Linked DNA regions of Mus musculus: regions 1, 3 and 4 are each linked to region 2. The links are chromatin contacts, called in public HiChIP or PLAC-seq maps. All regions are on one chromosome and are shown on one strand. The core of a region is the stretch at or near the end of the contact, and the rest is flanking DNA. Distances in the headings are between cores, read along the strand shown. Region 1 overlaps Gnao1 (guanine nucleotide binding protein, alpha O). Region 2 overlaps Gm26843 (a long non-coding RNA gene). Region 3 holds the start of Ogfod1 (2-oxoglutarate and iron-dependent oxygenase domain containing 1). Region 4 holds the start of Amfr (autocrine motility factor receptor).

Region 1 (2,700 bases), core at 167-2,666, 300 kb after region 2:
CCATAGTTTAAGTTTTTCTTGCTAGTAGATAAAACTATTCCACTTTTTGAGTGTTCATATTGGATCCAGCCCCTTGTCAGATTATTACTAAATAATAGCACCTTACTAAGATTATTTTTGCAACATTTGGTGCCATTTTCCTACTTTTCTTGTTAGTTTTAAGATCATAATAAGTAACAATAGTGACGACCATTACTGTTCACAACATAGTTGTTGAATGTTGCTAGCTTTTATTCTGGATAAGTAGATAGTTTCCATGTCTGGCTTTTACTTAGAAATGGTCAGAATTTTTCTTTTTAAAAATGTAACATGCATTATTAACTGTGCATATTAGTGGGACCTCATGGAGTGCCTTTATTCATTCCTGGAGTGCCTTCATTCATTCCTGGAGTGTGCACCAGCATTAAATCCAGTCCTTCTTTACCTGCCTCAATACCATTGCCAAGAAGTACTAGCTTTGCTCCATTGCTGTGACCCTGAACTCCGTGCCCTGCACCCTGCACCCCATGGTGATTGTCATGGATGATATTGATAAACACGCTATGATCCCAGAGTGACAGTCAATCGCAACATTATTTTTTTCCCTTTGATTTTTGACTAGATTCAGTTTAATTGTTTATTATTTTGGTTTTGCCTGCATTCATGTATGTGTACCATGTGTGTTAAGGACCCACAGGGGCCAAAAGAAGGCTTTGGATCCCCTGGGACTGGAGTTACAGGCAATAGTGAGCCACCACATGAGTGCCAGGAGTCAAACTTGCATCCTTTGTAAGAACAACAAATACTCATAGCTGCTGACCCAGCTCTCCAGCCTCTACATCTTATTTGTTTGTTTGTTTGTTTTGTTTTGTTTTGTTTTGATTTTACTTTTGTGACTTTTTAGAGAAGGTCTGTCTCTCTGTGTGCAAAGTAAGAGATAAAATAACCTTAAAGTTGGCAGTTCAGGTTGGCAGTTCAGGAAACGTAAGACACTATTGTTTAAATCAAAAGACCATTGTAATCAATAAAACAATTTACAGGGGGCTGGAGTTAAAGTAACTACTCAACAATGAATCATTTACCCCTCTCACAAGAAAATTCTCAAAATTATGGTAAGTATCTTAGTTTTATTAAGCTAGCCTTGAGCTCACAGCAATCCTCGTATCTCAGCTTCCCAAGTGTTAGGATCACAAACATGAACTTTCCTGCCTAGCTTATTTTGATAGTTTTGAAAAATCTAAGTTTTGAAATAATATTATTGTACACACACACACACACACACACACACACACACACACACACACACACACACACACACACACATCTATTTATTTTCTGGTCACTCTGGCCGCTCTTTCTTGGTGACATGTCTGTTCAGACATTCCTCGAGCTGAGTCAGTTTTGGAGGTTATGTTTGGCAACAGGATCATCAGATTCTCAGGTCTGCGGCCACAGAGGGTTGGACACACTGTTCTGCCATGACGTTATCTCTTCCACAGCTGTGGTTGAGTTTCTGCTCTTGTTCCTGGCCTTGTTCTGCTTGCTGTCTTTCTCCTAACCACCCATAATAAACCTTGTTTTGCTTGGTTTAAGGTCTTTTGCATTTATGAACGCCCTCCACTCCTTTGCTGTTTTGAATCTTGCTTTGCTTTTGACAGCGTTTGTCTGTGATCTTGTGTTCTTCCTTGCTTCTTGTGTGTATTGCCTCTGGGAAAAACTTTGCTGTCCACCTGGGGAAGTGGTTTATGATGCTTATATAGTTTTCCATATCTTTCCTGGTTTCCTTTTTGATTCTAGGTTTCTCCAGAGTGTGTTTCTTATTTTTGAACTAAATATTTTTCTTTTCATTTTTTTCCCATGATGTTGGAGATCTAACCAACATTCAGAGCAGAACTGGGCCTTCCACCGTGTGCCCTTTCTGTATACAGTCTCTGTGTATGGCTGCTCTCTCAGAGCCGAGTCAATGCCCATGTAGAGTTAGGAAAGAGGAGTGGCGAGCAGACATCCTTACTCATCTGCATCCTGACCCACTCATTTCTCCCATGTTGGGATATCTGTTATGGTGAATTTGTTGTTTGCATCTAAATATTTTCCATAAATGGAATGTCTGGGAATATAAGAGAGCTGATGTTTGGAACAGTTAGTGTAAGCCATGACTGAACCTTGTTCCTATATTATTAAATTGTTTTAGTGCACTATTGCTGTGAAGAGACACCATGATTATAGCAAACCTTAAGAAGGAGAGCATCTAACTGGGGCTGGCTTACAGTGTCAGAGGTTGACTTCATTATTGTCATGGCAGGAAGCATGGCAGTACACAGGTAGACATGATGCTGAAGAAGTAGTTGAAAGTTCCACATCTGAAGGCAGCAGGAAGAGAGGGACACTGGGCCTGGCTTGAGCATTTGAAACCCTAAAGTCCATCCCCAGTGACACACTTCCTTCAACAAGGCCACACCTCCTAATCCCTGTCAGTTAGCACCACTCCCTAATGACCAAGCATTCAAATCTGTGAGCCTGTGAGAGCTATCCTTATTCAAATCACCACATAAATTAAGCTAGGCATAAGGGCTCATGACTGTAATATCTAAAAGAATTGATCATGATCTTATGCCCTAAAAATGCTGGCCAAACGCTATGGGCAGCTTTGGTTCCTTCTGAAATAGTCCGCATGGCTTTCTACTCTTCTGGCTGGTCATGTTTCAGAAAAGAATTCCAGTA
Region 2 (2,700 bases), core at 31-2,530:
TAGGCTGGGAGATTCCTAAGGGTGTGACTTTGGGCTACTGGCATTCACTCTGCCCATAGCATACAGAAGACTAGAAGTTGCAGGGTACAGATACTCCCAGGAACTGATGAGTGGTAGGGTAGGATTGCTTCAGTTTCCTCTCTCACCCCTTAGGCAGCAATTAGAGCCAGGTGCTTCCCTATTCCCAGAGATTCCCTATAGAACACACCTCTGCCCATCCATTGTGGTACCTACCTGATAACCCACCAGTGCTCAGACCCCTCACAAAACACACTTTCCCTTCATCCTACATGGGTTGAGAGAGTTGAACTAAGTCCAGCACAGCCCAGGTTCCTGCCATCTTCTTGCTCTGCCATCTCATCCGTGTCCCTAGCACTGCCTTCCACTTTGTTTCGTCAATGGGTGTCCCAGGCAGAGCTATGCCCTGGGTTACAAGAAACTCTAAGAGAAGCAATTTCCTGAAAGTGCATGAGATAGCAGGGGTACCCTTCTCATTTCTTCAGCTGTCTTTGGTGGGAATTTTGTTACACGGAAGGCTGGAGTCATGCCCAGGTTCAAGTATGTTAATAAGACAGAGGATAAGTGGTTACAGAAAGCTTACCTTCTCTGCTTTGACATTTATTGATATCTACCTATTTTCTGTGTTGCAGTACACACTTAAATCAAAGTACTATTTTCTGAATTCTCAAAGAACGATAAGAACAAGTCTGTCTTTCACAAAAGAGACTGTGTCTCTGAGGCGTCCCTGAACTCACTCACAAGCCATAAGAGGCAGAGGGAAGATCCAATGCCAAGTCCTAGTGACAGATACCTGTACTGTGATTGTTTTGCCTTCCTTTATATGATTGTGTTCTACATGGTTTGACACCCTAACTTTGGATAGGAGACAACTAGAGTCCAGAGAAAGGCAGACAACTCAGACAGAGAAATATAAACCAAGTTGGGCGAGAGCCCAGGAACCCCAGCCATCTGCCTCCTGCTTCATTCCAGGGTTCCTGCTCTAGACTGACCGTTTGCCAATAGCCCATGTCCAGCTCAGGCCCATCCCTGCTGTGCTGTGGCTGTGCTATATCTGCTCAGTGAGTGCAACAGCACCTGACCTTTCTAAATAAAAGCCCTACCCACCAAAAAGACATCAGTACCCACTGTCTTTGTTGCCTGGACAACAAAAAGACATTGGTTCCCACTGTCCTTGTTGCCTGGGCAGTCCCCTCTGGGCTCAGCTCAGGAACTTTGAACTGAATTGAATTGTACTCTCCCAGGTTAGGAGTGTTTATTCTCTTGGGCCCGACTGTTGTCACATAAGAACTAAACAGTGCAGCAGGACTGAGCCACTAGAGTCCCCAGATCCTCCCCTTGCTGTCGTCAGTGTCAGTTGCTTAGCAACTGCCTTTGGCAGATGGTGGTAGAGAGAGCATGCCAATCTCTCACAGGGCTAAAAATACATTCCAACAACGACTACAACGACGACAACAGGTCTATTTTAAAAGATACAAGGCGCTCCCAACGTCCTCCCTTGTCTGCGAGGAACCGCAGTATACCAGTCCCTCCAGGCTTCTGGTTCCATCTGACAGTGTGGAAGGGGGCGTTCAAGGAAAACAACAACGACAACAAAAAGCAAAATGAAATAAACAAAACTGAAAGGCCAAGCACAAAAGGGGTGCTCAGAACACTGTCATGGGATAGGAGAGATGGGAGGAAGAAAGGAGAGAAGAAATAGCAGAGTGGGAAGAAATATCTAGGAGCCAGCAGCGAGCCTCATTCAGCTCTATTTTTAACCTATTCAAGAGGGTGGGGTTAAGGAAGCAAGATCATAAACCAGAGAAACTTAGCTACGGGGGAGACACAGTTTCACAGCAGAGGAAGCAGAGGTGCTAAGCATGAAGATGAGGAACTGGCTCATAGCCCATGCTCATGGGGTGCAGTCTCTGGAGACAGGAGACCTCCAGCTCCTAACCAGCCTAACTGTTTAACCACCATCAGTGCAGAAGCCAGTCCTTCTGAGCATGTGCATAGCATTTACTTATTAACTGTTCGTCTATACATTTATGCATGGAGCCCTCTTTTATACACTCACTCGCACACTCATATCTGTAGTCACCCATTGATATACTAATTATACACACACACACACACATACACACACACACACACACACATACACATATACTAGTTACTCGCTTACACACTCATGTCCGTGGCCATTCATTTGTACACGTTCATGGTATGTGTATAATGCCTGTGGCCATTCATACATTACATACATGCATGTGATTCTTTATACACTCATATATACATTCATGCTCATAACCATTCTATTCATACATTTGCTTGTATAAGCACTCACGCGTGTGACCACTTATTCATGCAGCAATTATTTATTAAGTCCCTGCTGCCCTATTGTCCCTACCCTGGAGACACGGTAAGGGACAACTACACATGATCCTCCTGTTTCTTGTGGCCTCCCAGGTAAGATAGGCACTGGGCAGTTAAGCACTGGGGTACCTCTTGCTACCTCCTTTAGTGGCATGCCCATATCTGAGTCTACAGTCTCTCCAGCCACAGGCCATTGCTTAATTGAGACTGAAGATAAAAATAGGAGCTTTGGCTACATTTGACCTTCCAGTGTGAGTAAAAATATTAAAATATATTCCAGTACCATATCACCTGAAGTCCAAATTTAAACATGCCTCTTACATT
Region 3 (2,700 bases), core at 4-2,503, 470 kb after region 2:
AGGTGAGTCACTAAAATGACTTACACAAACCCCACTCTCAGCAATGTCTTGCACATTTTAAACAAATAACCAGTCTAAACTGGACACTTTTTTCCCATTAGAATCAGCTCCACACTAGGGAATGAGGTACCAAACATTATAAGCTATATCCCAATCTCAATTTCTTGCCACAACAAAATTTTGTTTGAGTGATCCCGAAATGCAATCATCTGCTTAAGACAAAGGTTTGTTGAAAACAAAACAGCCTGCAAACAGGCTGTCGGGACAACATGTAAGGTACCTCCGACCTCTGAAAGTACAACCAGACAACAGAGTGTGTCCTCGCAATTTTAGGTCTACTGGGAGTCTGCAATGATACTGTATGTTGGCACTTTGGTAGACAAGACATACAAATGCAAAAAGGTAGACCAAACAGCGCGAAAATTAATAAAATGTGGCCACTGGATGGAACACTACCCAACATTTAAAGGGGGAAAAAAAAAAACTAGGATGTCAGAGGTTAATCTGGAAAAGTTACTGTAAAAGAAATGTACACCCTACAAAACTGAGAATTGTTCAAATAAACACAAATACATGTGCGATGAAACAACCAGCAACGGATTGAAAGGATACACACATTATGAATTCAAAGCAAACGCAGGTTCTAACCATGGCTGAATGAAGGGAAAGGGGGAAACGAACCTCGCTTTTAAAATAGGAAAACTGCCAAGTCGGGGTCGAGAAACAGGTCTAGGAAAGAAAGCGCGCATCCCGGAAGGGACAACCCGCATCCGGCGTGAGGGAGGAGCGCGCACTGGGAGAGCATCAACGGCCGAGGCCGCGCCGCACTTACAGATTAATGGTGCGCTCCAGGGTGAGGGGCTTGGTCTGCTGGATGTACTTGTTGCCGAACTGGTTGACCCCCCGGGGCCAGCCCGTCTGCGAGCGATTGGGCGGCACCACAGACATGCTGAACAGCTCCGACGCCGGGGACGTGCAGAAAGCGGGGGCCCGGGGAGACGTCCGCGGGGCGGGCAGCGGTTATCTGCGTCCCGCTCAGCAGCCACCACCCGCCATTAACAGTCGAGAGCAAGAGGCGCGGAACACACGCCGGAAGTGAATACGCTCCGGAGGCAGGAAGTTGGGAGGCAGGCCACTGCGACCATTTGACCAATTGCTGGCGGCGTGACGCAATATGTTGATCTCCCATTGGTTATTTTTGTGGAGATCCCGCCTCCCTGTGCTTTACTGCCTTTCCATTGGGTAATGCTGGTGAAATAAGGAAAGAGGGTTTTCGGGAACTGTAGTTTCTGGAGGGAAGTAGCGTCCTGACTTCCTTGGCGTGGGTCTGTGCACCGTGAGAAGATGAACGGGAAGCGGCCGGCGGATCCTGGCCCAGCGCGGCCAATGAAGAAGGGAAAGAAGCAGGTATCGGCAGAGTTTTCGGACGCTGTCACTGAAGAAATCCTGAGGAAGCAGGTGGCTGAGGCCTGGAGCTGCCGGACACCGTTCAGCCATGGTAATGGGGTGCTGTAGGGAGGCGCGGCAGCAAGAGGTGTGGGGAGGATCGCAGCCACCTCCGACCCGGGCGCTGACTGCTGCTCGGTTCATTCCATATTCTGCTTGATTTGGCAAGCCTGGGGAGGAAAATAAATATAAGCTCCGGACACTATGGGGAAGTGGGAGACATGTAGCCTGGGGGTTGAATTCTAGAATCAGAGGTCACTCAGAATCCCTCTGCTGATTGTACGTCATTGGGCAATGCATATAACTTTGCTTAAGGGCCAGTTTCTTCGTTTATAAAACGGAATCGTTAATAGTATTCCCCCTCCGAAAGATGGGATTGACAAACTAATGTTTGTAGACATTCATAAACGTTTCCTTGAGAACCGGTAAATAGCTAGCAAGCGAGGGTCACTCTCCGCTGTTACGTGGACTGTCTAACCCACGCTGGTGTTGAAAGCTGCCAGAGAAGCAAGCACCTGGATTTACCAGTTTTCACGTACCTTGTCGTTGGCCTAAGTGACGCACAAAACCAACATAATCTTGAAAGGAACGATCATTCCAGACATAGCTACAAGTTATTACCTTATACAATGTGACTCTGGCTGGGTGCGTCTTGAATTTTCTCAGACTTGCCGATTGTCTGTTTCATTTGAGTGTTTAAACAGGGGAACCCCTGGGCGCTCAGGACGCAGGCAGAAGATGATTACATAAAATGCAGGCTCCGGCTGCCCAGAGACTTCTCAGTTTCTTTGTCTGTTGCAAAGGCGTAGTGACTATATCATCGATTCCTCAGTTGTAGAGAATATAAATGAAATAATGCTTATAAGGCACCACTGGGTCAAGATTGGTTGTTATTCATAATCTAGTGGAAGTGAAATCAGTTAGAGGTTAAAAACCACCTGTTTTTTTTTTTTTTGTTTTGTTTTGTTTTGTTTTGTTTTTAAACCCAGAAATTTAGGGAAAGAAAGGGTGGTATTAAAGAGAAATAGCCAGCCAGTTTTGCTACTCTTATTATTTGTTTTACTTCGCTCTGGAGAGAATGAGTTAAGAATCTAAAATGTGGGGCTGGAGAGATGGTTCAGTGTTTAAGAGCACTGACTGTTCTTACAGAGGTCCTGAGTTCAATTCCCAGTAACCTCATGGCTCACAACATCTGTAATGGGATCCGATGCCCTCTTCTGGTCTGTCTGTAGAGAGTGACGGTACACTCATGTA
Region 4 (2,700 bases), core at 123-2,622, 440 kb after region 2:
AGCCCACGAAGTTCACAAATCCCGCTGCTTCCTGATGAAGCACAGTGGGAATAATTACAACAAATGAGTTGCATTATAGTTCTACAAACTTATAACATTAACCCCTCAGTCATTTACAGCCTTCTCTAGGCGCCGTGTGGGGAGATACGATCCCCACCAAGCCACAGGAAATCCAAGTGACAATTTTTTAAATCCGGGAGCAACTTTTCCTATTTCTGAGGGTTCATAGAAGAGGCACTCAAGTGCAAGGTGAGAGCAAAATTTTCTCAGATCTGCCCAGCCTAAAATGATGTAACAAACGAAGCCAGTACTTGTGGCATGTGGACATTGCTTATCTCGCACCGGCAGACAAACTAGAACCCTTGTTTCAAAATGGATCGCTAAACGGAGGAATCGCGTTCAAAGGAGGGGCTGCCACACCGACCCGAAAGTGTTTTGCTGCTTTCTGTCAAAAAGGGAACAGTCACAAACCATCGCGGGGGGTGGTTGGGGGTGAGATAAAAGGACGTAGCTGGTCTGTTTGCTTCGTTAAATAGCGCCCATCGGGACTAACGCATTGACAAATAGCACCATTTCGAAGTTGTCTGGCGAAGAGTAAAATGTCCCCCTAACTTCGGCCTTCTCTTCGTCGGCGAGCCGCCCCCAACAACGCCGAGCTAAACCGGACGTGTCGCGGCTTCTCACAGCCTCGGGTCGCCGCACCCCGCCGCCCTGGAGCCCGCGGGTCCGACCGCCCTTGCCTCGACTGTTCTCCCCGGCATCCCGACACCTTCTCTCCGCGGCCCGCCACGCTCGCAGCGCCGCTGGGCCTCGAGCCCCACGCGAGGGCCGCGGTCCCCGGGCCGAGGAGGCCGGGGTCAGGGCCCGGCCACGCCCCCCTGCGGATAATGGGTGACATGGCGGCTCCCGCCCGGCCGCCCGCCCCCGCGCCCGGCCCGCAGCCTCGCTCACCCACACGAACAGGCTGTCCGACAGCAGGTACTGGGCCACGTCGCGGGCCCGGGGGCCGCCGGCGGTCAGGCGCGCCTCGGGCTGCAGTGGGGCCGTTAGCGGCTCCGGCTCACCCGAGCCGTCCTCCGGCTGACTGAGGGCGCGGTAGGCGCTGACGATGGTGCCCAGCAAGGCCAGGCCGCTGAGGCCCGTGTAGGTGCGGAGGCTGGGCCACGGGAAGCGCTCGAGGAAGAGCAGCGGCATGGCGGCAGCGACGGGCTCCGGCCCCCGAGGCTTCCCGCGCTGCGGCCAGGCGCCTGCGGCGGCCTTGCGAAAGGCGCCCACGGGCTCTGGCGTCGCTGCCGCTGCCGCTGCCGCCGCCGCTGCGCCGGGCCGAGCCGGGCCGCTCCTAGCTGCTCGCGCCGCTCCGCCCCGCGCCGCTCCCGCTGCTGCCCCTGCCGGCGCGGAAGAGCCTCGGCGGACTCGGGGCGGGCCGCCGCCCCTAGCGGGACGCGGGCGGGACGGGCGCGGGGGCGCGGCCTTCGTCCCCCGCCCACAGCCGGCGCTCTGCAACCCCGAGAGCACAGGACCCGGCCTGGGGCCCCGCGTCCCGGCCCCCTGCAGCATCCTTGGCGACCCTGGGCCCACTGAAGCCACGAGCGCACCCGAGCCGGGCTCTGGGGTGAGCCTGGCCCGTAGGCAATGACGGCAGGCCTGTGTGCGTGGTCAGGCGGCAGGGTGAGGGTGCGGGACCCCTGCCCCTGGCCACTTGTCGCTTGTTCCTCCCCGCCAAAGCTGGTAAACCCGCCATCCCACCACCCTGTAGACTAGAGGCTTCCTTGGTGTCCTAAAGAAGCGACATGATGCTTAGGAAATAAGAGAAGCCTTGAGATAGAATATTTTTAAAACGGAGGAACCAATTTAACCAGAAATAAAAATCTGTTCCCTCTTAGCTACAAGTAAGAATGTCAAATGCTGCTTAGTTTCTTGGAAAATACCTGTTCCTAAAAGGTAAACCAAAGGGTGACCTTCGTCCTGGCAGTTACACTGCTTGTTAAGTAAACATCCAAGAGAAATGAAAACAGACACCCACACAAAGTCCCTACATTGAGGCTGACAGTAGCACTACTCCTAAAAACCAGAGAGGCAAACCTCGAATTATAGCGTTTGAAAATAAAGTACAGATAATGCTACAATATCAGAGAATGTTGACGATGTCTGAATCAAGCCACACACAGATATCTAAATTCTGTGTGACCACGCTGATAAGACAAATGCATGCAATGTAGAGTAGAAGGGGAGTTTGAAAGAACTGGAGGTGACAGCTAAAGAAGTGACAGGTTGGGGTACTAGTTTCCTGAAGTGAGAATTTCTAAAGTTGCTGTTATACAACTATGAATACACTCAAAGTCACTGAATTGTACACTATAAACAGCAGGTTATATCTATGTGAATTACATAAGATAACATAGGGTACAGTTTTTAATTATTATATCCCCGAGCCATGTGTTAGTGCCTATCCCAGAATGTAGCTCTGTAAACAGCTTTGAATTTTCCAAATTTTCTAATGTGGAGAAATTGTCTTTGTAGTATTTTTTCATGCCAAATATTTCTATAGATCTTTTAAATCTGAAAATTAACCACTGTTATAATTCTTAAAAACATCTCATCATGAGTCTTTGTACAATATAGTTCCCTTTGGTTCGTTCCCAGTCATTTGCAACATGGCTTGTGAGATGAACCATTTGCTACAAACTGGAGTTTGATTCT

The links. HiChIP or PLAC-seq counts read pairs in DNA pulled down with a chosen protein or histone mark.
Region 1: a contact with region 2 is called in an H3K27ac HiChIP or PLAC-seq map of heart atrium, with 8 read pairs. The contact joins two enhancer-like sites. A contact is called at or near these places in 2 of 484 Hi-C or Micro-C datasets (cortical neurons and cranial neural crest) and 2 of 115 datasets of contacts at active chromatin or transcription factors (cardiomyocytes and heart atrium).
Region 3: an H3K4me3 HiChIP or PLAC-seq map of embryonic basal ganglia shows a contact between it and region 2, with 5 times the contacts expected there. The contact joins the promoter of Ogfod1 here to the enhancer-like site in region 2. A contact is called at or near these places in 4 of 39 promoter capture datasets (cranial neural crest, embryonic stem cells, hippocampal neurons and 1 more) and 8 of 115 datasets of contacts at active chromatin or transcription factors (the NIH/3T3 cell line, embryonic basal ganglia, embryonic forebrain and 5 more).
Region 4: an H3K4me3 HiChIP or PLAC-seq map of neural progenitor cells shows a contact between it and region 2, with 8 times the contacts expected there. The contact joins the promoter of Amfr here to the enhancer-like site in region 2. A contact is called at or near these places in 7 of 39 promoter capture datasets (the 3T3-L1 cell line, cranial neural crest, embryonic stem cells and 2 more) and 3 of 115 datasets of contacts at active chromatin or transcription factors (embryonic basal ganglia, embryonic forebrain and neural progenitor cells).

What each region holds. Positions count from the first base shown.
Region 1 is chr8:93,870,060-93,872,759 of GRCm38.p6, forward strand. All of the region lies in intron 2 of Gnao1 (guanine nucleotide binding protein, alpha O), which reads left to right. Among named protein-coding and RNA genes, the nearest start is that of 4930488L21Rik, 58 kb to the left of the region's middle. Within about 2 kb of position 1,417, at least 26 of the 459 cell types and tissues checked have an H3K27ac peak or open chromatin away from gene starts, as enhancers often do. A contact at or near this core is called in heart atrium, where this site is marked.
Region 2 is chr8:93,568,496-93,571,195 of GRCm38.p6, forward strand. The region is part of intron 9 of Gm26843 (a long non-coding RNA gene); the gene reads right to left. Among named protein-coding and RNA genes, the nearest start is that of Ces5a, 34 kb to the left of the region's middle. Within about 2 kb of position 1,281, at least 115 of the 459 cell types and tissues checked have an H3K27ac peak or open chromatin away from gene starts, as enhancers often do. A contact at or near this core is called in embryonic basal ganglia, embryonic forebrain, forebrain and 5 more, where this site is marked.
Region 3 is chr8:94,035,945-94,038,644 of GRCm38.p6, forward strand. It overlaps Ogfod1 (2-oxoglutarate and iron-dependent oxygenase domain containing 1), which reads left to right and starts at 1,254. Exons shown (of 13, transcript NM_177767.4): 1 at 1,254-1,498. The coding sequence starts at 1,345. Nudt21 (nudix (nucleoside diphosphate linked moiety X)-type motif 21) reads right to left here and starts at 1,095. Exons shown (of 7, transcript NM_026623.3): 1 at 833-1,095. The coding sequence starts at 948.
Region 4 is chr8:94,011,268-94,013,967 of GRCm38.p6, forward strand. It overlaps Amfr (autocrine motility factor receptor), which reads right to left and starts at 1,373. Exons shown (of 14, transcript NM_011787.2): 1 at 952-1,373. The coding sequence starts at 1,194.